3 separate regions of the Mus musculus genome follow, and all the other regions are linked to region 2. The links are chromatin contacts, called in public promoter capture Hi-C maps. All regions are on one chromosome and are shown on one strand. The core of a region is the stretch at or near the end of the contact, and the rest is flanking DNA. Distances in the headings are between cores, read along the strand shown. Region 1 has its middle 17 kb from the start of Gm28863. Region 2 holds the start of Wee1 (WEE 1 homolog 1 (S. pombe)). Region 3 has its middle 16 kb from the start of Gm21123.

Region 1 (4,259 bases), core at 1,159-3,658, 530 kb after region 2:
GTAGGGTCCCATGGGTGCTTGCTGTCTTTTAAGTTAGTTCAATGGCTGTCTGCCCCATCTAGTAGAATAAGCTTGGTGAGACTCCCTGAACCCAGGGAGGACCTACAGGGCCCTTGAGCAAGATCCAACCCTTAAGAATTTGAGTATCTTCCTCATGGGACAGTGATGCCATATGGGCCATAATTGAAGGCTGGCTCCTGCATAGACTGTTCTCTGAAGGACGTATCAATGGGTAGTATTCCTCGTAAGTACCCCCTGCCCTGCTCCGGAAGTGGAAATGCTCTTCCGAGTAGAGCTGGCCAGCAGGCTTCAGCTCACGTTTACTTGTGACATCATCAGATGTCTTATCTTTGCCTTCTTTGAGGAAGCTGAGGCAGATTGAGGAAGTGGCATCCCCAGGGAAATGAAGATAATACTCTTAGGTGATAGACTCTGAGTTCAGGTTAGATGTAGAGATAATGGTAAAGAGTTAAGAGTCATAAGCTTGGATGGGTCTGACAGGGGCGCTTAGTCATCTGATTGCAGGCACAGAGGACAGACATCACCTGTCTTGACAGTTCTAGAAAGTGGGATTTTCCTCTTTGCTGTCTTCAGGAAGATGCACTCACACGCACACTTCTTTCTGTTATCATCATTGATTTTGGGAATTCTTTAAATAGTGATCTTTTGTTGTTGTTTTGTTTTGTTTTTTTTTTTTTATTGGCAGAGATTAACGAGCCTGTTAGATGGATTTTCATATAAATCTGTTTATTTATTTATTTATTTTTGTTTGTTTGTTTGGCTGGTTGGTTTTTTAAGACAGGGTTTCTCTGTATAGCCCTGGCTGTCCTGGAACTCACTTTGTAGACTAGGCTGGCCTCGAACTCAGAAATCTGCCTGCTTCTGCCTCCCGAGTGCTGGGATTAAAGGCGTGCTCCACCATGCTCAGCTAAATCTGATTTTTTTTAAGTCAAATCTGATAGTTTTTAGATGACATAAAGTATTAAGGAAATGACCCTTGATAGTTTCTCCTATCAGACTGAGCCTGATAAGACCAGGTATACGATGGCTCATTACTCAATGTCTTGCGCCACAGCTCCTACTTAGGCCCACATTTATTGAATGACTGAGCTGATCACCTATGCACTCATCTGCAGAAATCCTGGAGGAGGTAGGGGTGGGGGTGGGGGAAGGGAGGAAGGAGTAGGAGGAAGGCTTCTCAGAATTACTCAGATGAACAGCTCATGGTATACAAAGCATACATACTAGAGTGTGACGAGGAGACAAAAGGTACACTATAGAGGCTTCAAAATACAGATGCATTGCTTTTAGAGTAAGTATGGCTCTTGATAAATTCACAAAAACTCATAACACGCAAAATTCCTTCCACCCGTGTCTTGCCCTGTTACTGTGGTTCACAAGCTTGTGTTGTGTTTATGTTTCATGCATTTTCTTGTTTATGTCCAGTTGTTCTTCTCTAGGGTTGTGTAAAGGCTTTGGGAATGTTCTAGCCTGGCTCAGCCATGGCAAGAGGCCAGCCACTAAAGCAATATTTCCTCTTGGGGGGCTGATGTGATCTCAGCAATGGAAAGTGAGGGGACCCAAGACAGGAAAACCCTTGCAGGTCTGGGGTAATGGTTTCAGCTTTTCCTTCCTCTCGGGATACTCATGACAGCTCTTAGTTCTAGAAGATCCTGGGTCATTTCACTTCTCATCTTCAGGCAGGGAACAACTGTTTAGTGAATAATAAGCTAAATGCTTCCTGGGATTGCTTGGAGATCTGTGGGAGCCCACCCACCATCTCTTGTATCTGCTGTGTTCTTGCTCACCCCAGAAGACTCAGCCTATGCTCCAAGTTCCTGCCAGAAAGTTCTACCTGCTCCTTCACCCTGAGTTGGTGGAGAGAGAGGGGATAGCAACTGCTGAGAGAACTCCAGATGATCAGAAGGTTGGACAACCGATTGGCAGGTCACAAGGCCACCATAGCCGCAGCCTGACAAAGGTTCCCACACAAGGGCATGTGTAGGCTCTATGATGAGCATGTGGACAAGGCCGTTGCTTCTTCAACAAGCTTGCCTTTTGATGAGCAAAGTGGTGTGCGTGCCGGGTGGTGTCAGGGCATGATTGTTTCCCATTGTTTTTGATACCAGCTTTTATGCCTTCTGTTGTGTCTGGTAACTAAGATGCTGTCAAGAAAATACAGCAAGGCTTCTCTGAGCTGAAAAAGAGCACTTTTGCAATTAGCCTTTTGTCCCTTAGGTCTGTTTCTCTTAGAACAAATGTAATCTTACTCGCTACAGACTGTCTAAAATAGCTTTTCTGATGAGTCACCTAAAAGTAAAGTTGCAGATAGCCTATTGTTTCAGCCATAGCCAGCCAACTACTAGTTACACTCACTGGGGGACGGCTGCTCTATGCTCACATGTATTTTGAGGCCAGCCTTAAAAACATCCAGAGAGCATGAAATGCCTCAGACCATGCCTTGGTACTATGCATCTCAGAAGTTCAATTTGGTTCCTCAGGACCCAAGACACGTGAGGATTTTGCCCTCAGTCATTACGACCCCACCCCCACCCTCCGCACACGCGCAGCACAGGAGTGTGCGCAGAACCTTAGGGAAATCTCCAGGAGGCCATGCTGAAGGGTCAGAGGACTTTGTAGTTGCTCTGAGGAAGAAACGAAAGCTTTAAACAGAACATCGTGCCATGGCTTGAAAGGTCATTATCTAGTTCACACTTACCTCAGAATCTAAATATTGTCTGAAAATGGATAAGTTTGCCAGGACCGCGAGCAGTGAAATCACTCAAAATAGCTCTTAGGAATCTTCAAGGCCAGTGTGGCTCGGGCCGGCCATTGACACTCAAAGCCATTGCTGCCTGTGGGAGGAATTCAGCAGCAGTGAGACGGGGCAGCTGCTTAGAGGAAGGGTTTTCCTCCGTAGTCCTTGAAAACTGTAGATGCCTCTCTTCTTCAAGTGAGTCAACTTTGTCTCTCTTCCATCACCGGCAAGCGTGGGGAGGAGACTGGTGCTCTTCAAGTGGGTTCCTCAGCGCTGCAGACCTCTGAACAGTCTGCCCTCCCCCAACCCCAAGCTGTGGTGGCAGTGCCCATGTGGTGTCTTAGTAGGCAGCAGTGGCTACCAGCTTTACTTTGCTCCTGGCCGGGCCGCACCCTGGATTGGCTAAAGCCAGGTTACCTCCTTCCAGGCAGCTGCAGGGGTCAAAGTCCAGAGGAGTTCTTCCCAAGTAAACAAGTCGGACAAAGGCAGTTCCCAGCAGTACACGGGGCTGCACTCCAGAAGGCTGTTTGCAAATCTGTCCTTTGGAATCTGGAAGACTATTCCTGAGGAGGAACAATGTTATACTTTGTGGCAACATTCCCAGGCTATCCCATACCACTGAATGGACCCAGAACGGACTTATAATGAAGTGTTCTGGGCATAACGTTGTAGGCAATAGAGACATTTACTGAGCCCTGTAGGATACGGTGTGATATGTGAATTCAAAGTTAACCCCAGCTTTGTAGAGGGTTGACTTGGTGCCTTCCACTCTGCATTTGAGCAGCACCATCCTTTGGGCTCAGGTCCAGACTGACTAATAAGGAGGAAAAACGCTGAACCCGGCCATGGCACTCCTCTCTCTGCTTCCTGACTTAGATGCAATGTGACCAGCTGTTCTGTGCTGTGACACCATCGACTTCCTTACCACAATGGACTGTACTTTCAAACTGTGAGCAAAAATAGACCCTTCCTTCCTTAGGCTATTTTAGGTGTTTGTGAAATTTATTTTTATCTTATGCATGTGGATGTTTAGCCCACGCACATCAGCACCATGTGAATGCCCTCTGAGGCCAGAAGAGGGCAGCAGATCCCCTCAAGCTGGTGTTAAAGATAGTTGTGAGCTACCACATAGGTGCTGGGAACCCACCCCAGGTCCTCTGGAAAAGCACCTGGTGCTCTTAACCATCTGAGCCTGCCCCCTTCTTATCTTTAGTCTTTGACAGGGCCTCCTTATGTAATCTGCTGCTTCCATCTCTTGATGCTGAGATTAGGGGCAGGATCTCAGGCCTGGCTCCTTCCTCTTTTTCTGTTTTCATTTTCCTCCTCCTCCCTTCAGTGTTCCCCCAACCCTCCCTTCTCATCAGGACTGGGATGGAAGGGGAAGTGAGAGTTGAGATGGATCCCTGGCCAGGGAAGAACTATTTACTGGAGGGGCAGAGAGAAACTTCTATAGTTTTGCTCTGGTAATGTCTTTGCTCATAGGTCTCAGATGAAATGGTAG
Region 2 (4,095 bases), core at 352-2,851:
ATACTATTAAGTGGAACAGATCTGCATATGGAAACTTCCACTCTAGAAGTTCTCTTTGAAACTGCCAAACTCACTGGCCTGCGTTGTTCTAAGTAAAGGGCAATTTGCTTCTGTTGAGCTCAATCTTACTTTCAGGTCACCCTGATCAACCCATCTAACAGCAATGTCAGAACTCCCAAGTCAAATGGATCCCTGTGAGTTAGTGGTCAGCTAGGGCTACACAGTTTTCTTATCTTGAAAACAAAACAAGACAAAACCAAACCAAACCAAACCAAAGATCAGTCCATCAGCCTGGCCTGGCAGGTGCACAGGTCTATAATCCCAGCACTCTGGAGGTGGTTCAAATAATCGGGCTACACGGCAAAGGCAGGTCTCAAAAACAAAAATCAGTTTGACTTTTCAGCCTTTGAAGTGTTAAAAAAAGCTCACACACACATTAGTACTCCTAACTACAGTAAATGACAACAGAAGAGTATAATAGGCTATTATCCAGATAATGTGAATCTACATTAAAAAACATCAAGCTTTCTACTGATGGCCTCAGTTCCCCAAAAGTGGGTTCTAATTTCCTAGTGAAAAAGAAACCTACTTTTCTGTATGACAGTCTGGCCTCAGTAATTCCCACTCCAGCAGAGAATGCTAAAAAAAAAAAAAACAAAACCGTAACAAGGAGAAATGATTGATCATAGCATACAAAATAGGAACACACTTGTTGTAAACAGATTTAAGTTACGGTTGAGAAGGTTGTGGAAACTTATTTTTTCCTGGAAATTATGAGACAGGACCACTACAGAGCAAAGGGGTTTTAAACTTCTGGTCCTCCTGCCTCAGCTTCCAGACTGTTTGAATCACAGGTGTGTGCGCCAGCACTCACCTCTGTTACACTTCAGTTTTGTTTTGTTTTTTTTCTCTCCCGGGACCAATCAGTTTGGCTAGCGCACTCTCACGTGTAAGCGAACAAATATAAACACCACGGTTGCAGGTCAGGCATTCGGGCTTGTGGCAGGACCAATTATCACGGATAAGTCTGGCTGTGAGGGACACAAGACTGTGTGAGAGGCCACCTCTGTGTCCTAGTCCTGCAGCTCATTATCTGAGTTTCGCGCTGGGCAAGGTCCAGAGCTCGGTCACTGTTTCCGGCTCGGACCGCGACTATAGAACGTGACTGGACACAGCCACGCCCAGAACGCCCCAGGGGTCGGGCCTCAGAACCTGGGGTTGGACCAGGCTTCTAGGCGTCCCCAAAGGCTGCACGGTGTCCGGATGCTTCTGAACCCGGAGACAGGGAGGCCGACCCAAGGCCAGCACTGGGCAGTAGCCGCCGTCCTCTCGCCCCTCCTCGCAGGGCGGCTCCCGGCAGGCTCCGGTCCTCTAAACATAGACTCTGGGTGGGGTTCTGTGCAATCCAGGCCCACTCATTGGCCCGGGATGCCGCGACCCGCCCACGACTGGCGGCGCGCCTAGGCTGTGGGGCGGAGTCAGCGAGTTCCCGCCAAAATCGCGTAGCTGGTTCCTCCCCCGTGGGCTACGTCGCGCCCTCCCTGTTTTTTCAAACCGGGGCTGGGCGGGGATTGGTGGGCTGGGCCCTCACGTGGTTAACGGTCGCGGGAAGCCGCGGAACCCGAACTTGCGGACGAACTTGCGGAGCCTTTCGCCAGCACTGGACCGGCCAGTCTCCGCTGGACATCCCGCGCCGCAGCCGTCGCCGTCGCCCCGTCGTGAGCTTGACGGGCCTCGGAGTTGCCGCCGCGCAGGCCCGCTGCAGCCTCAGCCCGGCGCGCCCGATCGCACGTGGCGGACCCGCCCCCTGTGCCAGCCGCGACCTGGACGCCGCCGGCCTCTGCTCGCCGGTCCTGTGTTCTCCCGTGCTCCGCCGTGACTGCAGCCGGGAAATGAGCTTCCTGAGCCGACAGCAGCCGCCGCCCACCCGCCGCGTAGGAGCCGCTTACAGTCTGCGGCAGAAGCTCATCTTCTCGCCGGGCAGCGACTGTGAGGAAGAGGAGGAGGAGGAGGAGGAAGGCAGCGGCCACAGTACGGGGGAGGACTCGGCCTTCCAGGAACCGGATTCGCCCCTGCCTTCTGCACGCAGCCCTGCCGAGGCCGAGGCCGAGCGCCGCCGTCGCTCGCCCGGCGCGGAGCCCAGCAGCCCGGGAGAGCTGGAGGACGACTTGCTGCTGCAGGGCGGCGGCGGAGGCGCGCAAGCGGCGGGTGGAGGCGCCGAGGGCGACTCTTGGGAGGAGGAGGGTTTCGGCTCCTCGTCGCCCGTCAAATCACCTTCGACCGCCTACTTTCTGAGCAGCCCGTTCTCGCCAGTGCGCTGCGGCGGCCCAGGGGATGCCTCCCCGCAGGGTTGCGGGGCTCCGCGAGCCATGGACGACCCCTGCTCGCCGCAGCCCGACTACCCGAGCACCCCTCCGCACAAGACCTTCCGCAAGCTGCGCCTGTTCGACACGCCGCACACTCCCAAGGTAATGGAGGGGGCGGAGGAGCCGGCTCCAGGGCCTTTAAAAAAAAAGGCCGCGGCGCTGCAGCCCTGCGCGCCACTGCCCGGGTTCGGTTACATAACCGCCCCGCCGCACCCCGCTCGCTGTCCTGCGCCGCCACTCAAAAAAAAAAAAAAAGTTGGCAGCCCCCCTTTTTGGCTCTGCCTAGAAGTTGTCGGTTAAGATTATGTAACTGAACAATGGGCCTGGTCTGTAACTACTCCACTTTACAAAGGGCCTGGTCCCCGCTGTCCAGGTGGTTGAGTATTGGGTCTCGGTGGTCCGGTGTGCCAGGGTGCCGGATTGCTGCTGGCCACCTGACACTCCGAGCCATATGGTGCCTGTTAAATCCGGTGTCCGGGCCTGTAATTTGGGGGGCACGGATGGAAGGAGTTAGGTTTATTAAAGGGTTTGTTCCAACCCCCTGGACTTGTGGTTCCATGTGATATGGCATTAGAGATTCTGCGCGTCCTTTTGAGTCTCTGTGTTTACCGTCGTGAACTCATGGATATTCCAGGTTGCTTTTGATTGTCTTTCGGGATTTAGTATTACGGAAGCTTTGTGTTTATTCTGGAGTTTCCCCTGCCGTTTTGTTGGTCTGTGTGTCAAAACTAATGTGTCTTAAAGCAGAGTGTGTTCAGAACCCGTTTGGAATAGCCGGTGAATATGCATACTGTCATGGTAATACTTGAGAAGTCACAAAAACATTAAGAGTAGACAATTTCCAAAATAAAGACAGGCATGGTACCTGTAAGTTTAACACGGGAAATAAGCCCCCCTTTTTTGAGAGAACGTTTCTCTGTGTAACCTTGGCTGTTCTGGAACCTACTTTGTAGGAACTAGGAACTCAGAGATCCTCCTGTCTCTGCCTCCCGAGTGCTGGAACTAAAGGCGCCCTACCATGCCCCTCGACATAAGCCTTTTAAAGGGAATCTATTGATTTCCATGCAACTTTAGTCTTAAATCTCGAACATCCAGGTGCTTTTGTGCTTTGCTAATTTTATAGGCGGACAGGCCCAGGGCACCATCCCCCTTAGTAAGGGGAGGAGTCCAGGGAGGTGGCCTGCAAAAGCCTACTTGAGGTGGAGGTGGGGATTTTTTTTTTATGAGAGTGAGTGTTTTTATTTTTAGAATGTTAAAAGAGCCTGTTAATTTTTAGCTACTGATAAGAACTTTTTGTGTAGTCACTGCAAAAGGTCCATTTTAGGATTAGCTACGGGTTTTTACTTTGCTATCTTTTGCAGATAAGTAGTTAGTATTCAACCTGACTCCTAAGTCAGCCGCCATTGGTTTTACTTGAAGTATAACTAAGGCTTGTGTGTTGCCCCCTCCCTTGTTCTTTTCTTTCCCCAAGTCGGGTAACGGAACCTCTCCCTGCATGGGTTCTAGTGCAGAGCTTCATTCACAATGTGCTGCTTTGGGCTACATACTTGGCCACTTAGGAAGGCAAGTTGGAGGTTATATAGAGAAGACTCCAGAAGACTGGGTCCTGAAGATTGTATTTCCCTTTCCTAGAGTTTGCTTTCCAAAGCGCGAGTTATTGATTCCGGCTCTGTTAAACTCCGGGGTAGTTCTCTATTCATGGACACAGAAAAGTCAGGAAAAAGAGAAT
Region 3 (4,197 bases), core at 454-2,953, 590 kb after region 2:
TCTCATCATTCAGGAAGGTATTTCCTGAGTGCACTCATGGGTGAGTTTTCTCATCCAGGGGCTGAAATGACATTGTCCACATTTCTAAAATGGGTCTCCAAGGTTCCTGTAGGTACAGAGTCTATTCTCACGACTCCCCATTTCTTAGGCATGGTTTCCATTACTTTTTGCTCAAAACTAAAGTTATCCCATCCAACCATCATTTATCAATTCACCCATCATCCATGCATTACCTATACATCATCATCTATCCATCTATCCATCTAGGCAGCCAGCATCCATCCATCCATCCATCCATCCATCCATCCACCCATCAGTCCATCCACCCATCAGTCCATCCATCCATTTGTCCATCCATATACCCTCTGTCCATCCATCCATCCATCCATCCATCCATCCATCTATCCATCCATCCATCCAGGAAAATTCTCTGCCAGGATCTGAGATAGACAGTAGGAACATGGTGTGAGAAATGCTCTCTTCCCTCAAGGAATATTGTTCTCTCCCCTGAACTCCAGGGTTCTGATTCCCAGGGCTCTCTGAAGTGCCTATTTCCAATCTATGCTCATGAGAAGCAATAGCAGGGAAGACTGACAAGAAACAGGCAAGCATATAATTATTGTTAAAATATGCCTTGTGTTGGCTAAATGCTATGTAGGAAATAAAGGGAAGACCAAAAGGGAGCAAGAGGGTGTCAGCATAAGCTCTCTGGGAGGAGACCCTGAGATCTGAAAACTGTACTAGAGAATCAACAACATACACACAATCACAAAGAAGGGAAAAAAATGTTAAGGCCACACCTAAAATCCCAGTGCTTAGATGGTTGAAGCTAGGGGCTCAGGAGTTCAAAGTCATCCTTGCCTGCATTGTATTTGTGACCAACCTGAGCTACATAGTGAAACTCTCTCTTTAAAGAATCTAAGGCTCCGAGGGAGTAAAGAAAATATGTTATAGAAAGACCGGTTGAAGAATAGCACGGCAGAGAGTCGAATGAAGTGTGGTGAAGGTTGAATGCAGGAGACACAGCTGAGGCAAAATCTAAGGGAAGGTGAGTACCGGTCAGGAAGCTTCCACTAAAGGTCCTTACTCCAAAGTCTATGGGGAAGTGATGGTGGCTTGATCTCATCTCACGGGAGACACTTCTGAGCGTAGAGCTGGCAGTCCAGGGCAAGGGGCCTTCATGCCCGACTCCCAGGTTGCCCAAACCTGAGGTCATTAGATAGAGATAGCAAACAGGGTATCTTTGCAGAGTGGAGCCAAGTGTTCAGAGATCAGCTTTGGCTGCTGTCTTTGAGAGATTTGAGAAGCATCTGAGCATCTCCAGCAGATGGGAGCAGTGTGGGGGAACATGAAGTTGGTATCAAAGAGCTGCAGGCTGGGATGTGTGCTTATCGAGAAGAGGCAGGGTAGTGAGAGCTTTCTCATTCCATCCCCATAAACAGCCCTAGCATCCAGGCTCTGTAAAACTTCCAGAGCACAGGGCTCAGGGGTTGGGTTCTCTACTGTTCTTCTCCTTGGAGGGTCCCTGCAGGCTCAGGGCTGCTCGCAAGTGATGAGTCTGCTAGGGCAGGGAATTTTCCCTTCTCTAGGGGACTAGCTTTTCCGAGGATTGTTCTAAATTCCATTGGTGAGTCCTTGCTCAGTCCTGGAAACAGTTCCTCTTTATGTAAGCCCTCTCAGAAAGTGACAAATCCTGAAAGAATGCTTCAGTGTTCAGATGTAGCCCAGGCAGAGGGCACTGCTCACTGGCGGCTTGGAAGCAGGAACAGAGGATGTGCCACAGGCAGAGCTAGAAAATAGATGCAGGTGGCCTCTGAGTCACCAGCTCTAGTTGTGTGTGTGTGTGTGTGTGTGTGGCACTCATAGTCCTCCCCATGTTCCAGACAGAAAGGGGACATTGGAAAAGGAAGCGGCACGTCTCTTTGAGGGGTAGGAGAACACAGCGTGCCGCTCTGGCTTCCAGCTCAGGAACAATTTCTTGCTGAGGGCTTTGAATTTGCTTCGGGGCTTAGCACAAGGGACCTGGGTTCTTGCTGCCCCTATCCTGGGCTTTAGAGGACACACTGGGATGGGGCAGAGCCCTTTATGACTAGTTACTTGTCTTTGTTTACTAAACAGGGATCGCCAAGCAACTTTTTCAGGGAGGAAGGCTCCACCTTCCGATTGTGGGTGATCCTGACACTTGAACAGGGTCTCTCTCTCTCTTCTCCCCACCATATGGAATCAGTGGTGGATAAGGGACAAGTGTTGGCAATAACTATAGAATGTTGTTGGAGGGATAGAAAGATGGTAAGATGTGGAGACAGGAGGGTCACTAAGAGTTTGGGTGCAAGCCTGGGCTATATAATAAGTTCAAGGGTAGCCTGGGCTACAAAGTGAAACTGTCTTAAAAACCAAAAAAGTACCAACCAATCAACCAATCAATCAAACAAACAAATAAAGCCAAAAGTAATACCAGCATCAACTTGCAGAGATGGATCTTGGTGGCCTTCTCCCTCATTGGCCTTCCTCCCATCCTCAACTACTTCACCTTGGGGTTAAAGCCAGTCCTACCTCTAGGGATGAGACAAAACAAAAGAGGCAGGAAGTTTATCCATGGGTTTCTCTGGGTATATTGCAGCTCAGGAATGGTGGGCCCTGAATCACTATCTAGGGAACCCTACCCCTTCCCTTTCTTCTCTTTCTTGTGAGCTGTCTCTTGTTGATGGATCTCAAACCCAGGTCCTCACACTCTGAACTGCCTCCTCTTGGGAGTTTTACAGTTAGGACACCTCTCTTGGACCTACATTTAGTGACTGTCTGTTCTTCAGTCCATGCTTGGCCTGCCTCTGCTGCTTCTCTGCTCTCCCTCCTAGATCCGTCCTGGCTCTGCTGGCTCAAGCCGCTCACCCCGTTGCCTCCTTGGGAGCTCTACCGTCGCTGGCTGCTCTCTGAAGCTGCTTTCCTCTTAGAGCTTCCTGGCCTACCTCTGACCTCCTTTCAAATGTCACTTGAACTGTAGCCTCTGTACATCTTACAGCAGCTAGACCTTCTTCACCTGCCTCTCTTGGTCCACTCTCCTCCTGGGCTCAGTTTCTTTCCAGAGCCTTTTCTCAACACAGAAGGTATTAGATCTCAGTCTGCACGTTCCCTGTCTCTCCTGCTTGAGTGTGGTTGTCTCCTTTGTTGCTGCATTCTCAGCACCTAGAAGAAAACTTGGCCTATACACACATTCGGTAAAGATTTGTTGAATAAGCAAGTGAGTCACTGTGCAATGGAAATCGAGGTCTTGGTGACTGTCTCGTTCTGATATGTAATCTTTGATGTGGATGCTTGACCTTAGTGTCAACTTTGTTTTTTTTTTTTAATTAAATCCATTTTCTAGTAGCATTCTCCGATGGCTGCAAGAGACTCAGCACTGGATATGAGTCAGGCTCTTCCTGGAAGGGTTGCAAGGAGCAGATGCTCAGCCTGGTACCCAGGGCCCTTGATGTCCTCGAAGTCCTCCATGCCACTGAGGGACGCTAAGGTTGCACCCTTGTTTATGGATGAAGTAGAAGAAAAGAGTGTATTATTATTACTCAGGTTATCCAGAGGGGTAGAACCTGTGTGTGTGTGTGTGTGTGTGTGTGTGTGTGTGTGTGTGGTGTGTGAGAGAGTGAGAGAGAGAGAGAGAGAGACAGACAGACAGACAGACACCCAGAGAGAGAAAGAGAGGAAAAGAGAGTCAGAGACAGAAACAGACACACACAGAGACACAGACACAGACACAGACAAAGACACAGACACAGACACAGACAGACAGACAGACACACATGCACACACACACACACACAGATAGATCTCTGGGTGAGGTAGAATGCTTCTATATACATCTCCTAGGGATTTTCACAAGGAGAGATGTGTTCCAGGGAGTTGACATATGTTATTGTGGAAGTTGACAAGTCTGTAGTTCTTGTTTTCAGGGCAAGCTAGTAGGGCAGAGATGGAGTCTCTGTGTTGTAGTTTCAAGGCCAAACTCCTGCTCTAAAAAGCTTAGTCTCTGCTCTTAAAAACGTTGGCTCATCAGATAAGGCCTACCACACGATGGCATGTGATCTGCCTTATTCAGAAGTCTGCTAGTGTAAAGAGTTATATATTTATGTTATGGGCATGAGTATTTTGCCTGTATGTACCTATGTGAGCCATGTGTGTGCCTCGTATCTGAGGGCATCAGGA

Evidence for each region. Promoter capture Hi-C pulls out the DNA fragments that hold promoters and counts their contacts.
Region 1: a promoter capture Hi-C map of liver shows a contact between it and region 2, with 4 times the contacts expected there. The contact joins the enhancer-like site here to the promoter of Wee1 in region 2. A contact is called at or near these places in 18 of 39 promoter capture datasets (the 3T3-L1 cell line, the C10 cell line, the HPC-7 cell line and 12 more), 1 of 484 Hi-C or Micro-C datasets (embryonic fibroblasts) and 12 of 115 datasets of contacts at active chromatin or transcription factors (the SCID.adh cell line, bone marrow-derived macrophages, craniofacial prominence and 9 more).
Region 3: a promoter capture Hi-C map of hippocampal neurons shows a contact between it and region 2, with 2.2 times the contacts expected there. The contact joins the enhancer-like site here to the promoter of Wee1 in region 2. A contact is called at or near these places in 3 of 39 promoter capture datasets (the 3T3-L1 cell line and hippocampal neurons), 2 of 484 Hi-C or Micro-C datasets (adipose-derived mesenchymal stem cells and uterus) and 4 of 115 datasets of contacts at active chromatin or transcription factors (the SCID.adh cell line, embryonic stem cells, fibro-adipogenic progenitors and 1 more).

The regions. Positions count from the first base shown.
Region 1 is chr7:110,645,728-110,649,986 of GRCm38.p6, forward strand. No RefSeq gene overlaps it. Among named protein-coding and RNA genes, the nearest start is that of Gm28863, 17 kb to the left of the region's middle. Within about 2 kb of position 2,409, at least 77 of the 459 cell types and tissues checked have an H3K27ac peak or open chromatin away from gene starts, as enhancers often do. A contact at or near this core is called in bone marrow-derived macrophages, extraembryonic endoderm stem cells, fibro-adipogenic progenitors and 1 more, where this site is marked.
Region 2 is chr7:110,120,458-110,124,552 of GRCm38.p6, forward strand. Wee1 (WEE 1 homolog 1 (S. pombe)) reads left to right here and starts at 1,602. Exons shown (of 11, transcript NM_009516.3): 1 at 1,602-2,468; 2 at 3,999-4,095. The coding sequence starts at 1,893.
Region 3 is chr7:110,713,973-110,718,169 of GRCm38.p6, forward strand. No RefSeq gene overlaps it. Among named protein-coding and RNA genes, the nearest start is that of Gm21123, 16 kb to the left of the region's middle. Within about 2 kb of position 1,704, at least 108 of the 459 cell types and tissues checked have an H3K27ac peak or open chromatin away from gene starts, as enhancers often do. A contact at or near this core is called in the SCID.adh cell line, fibro-adipogenic progenitors, hippocampal neurons and 1 more, where this site is marked.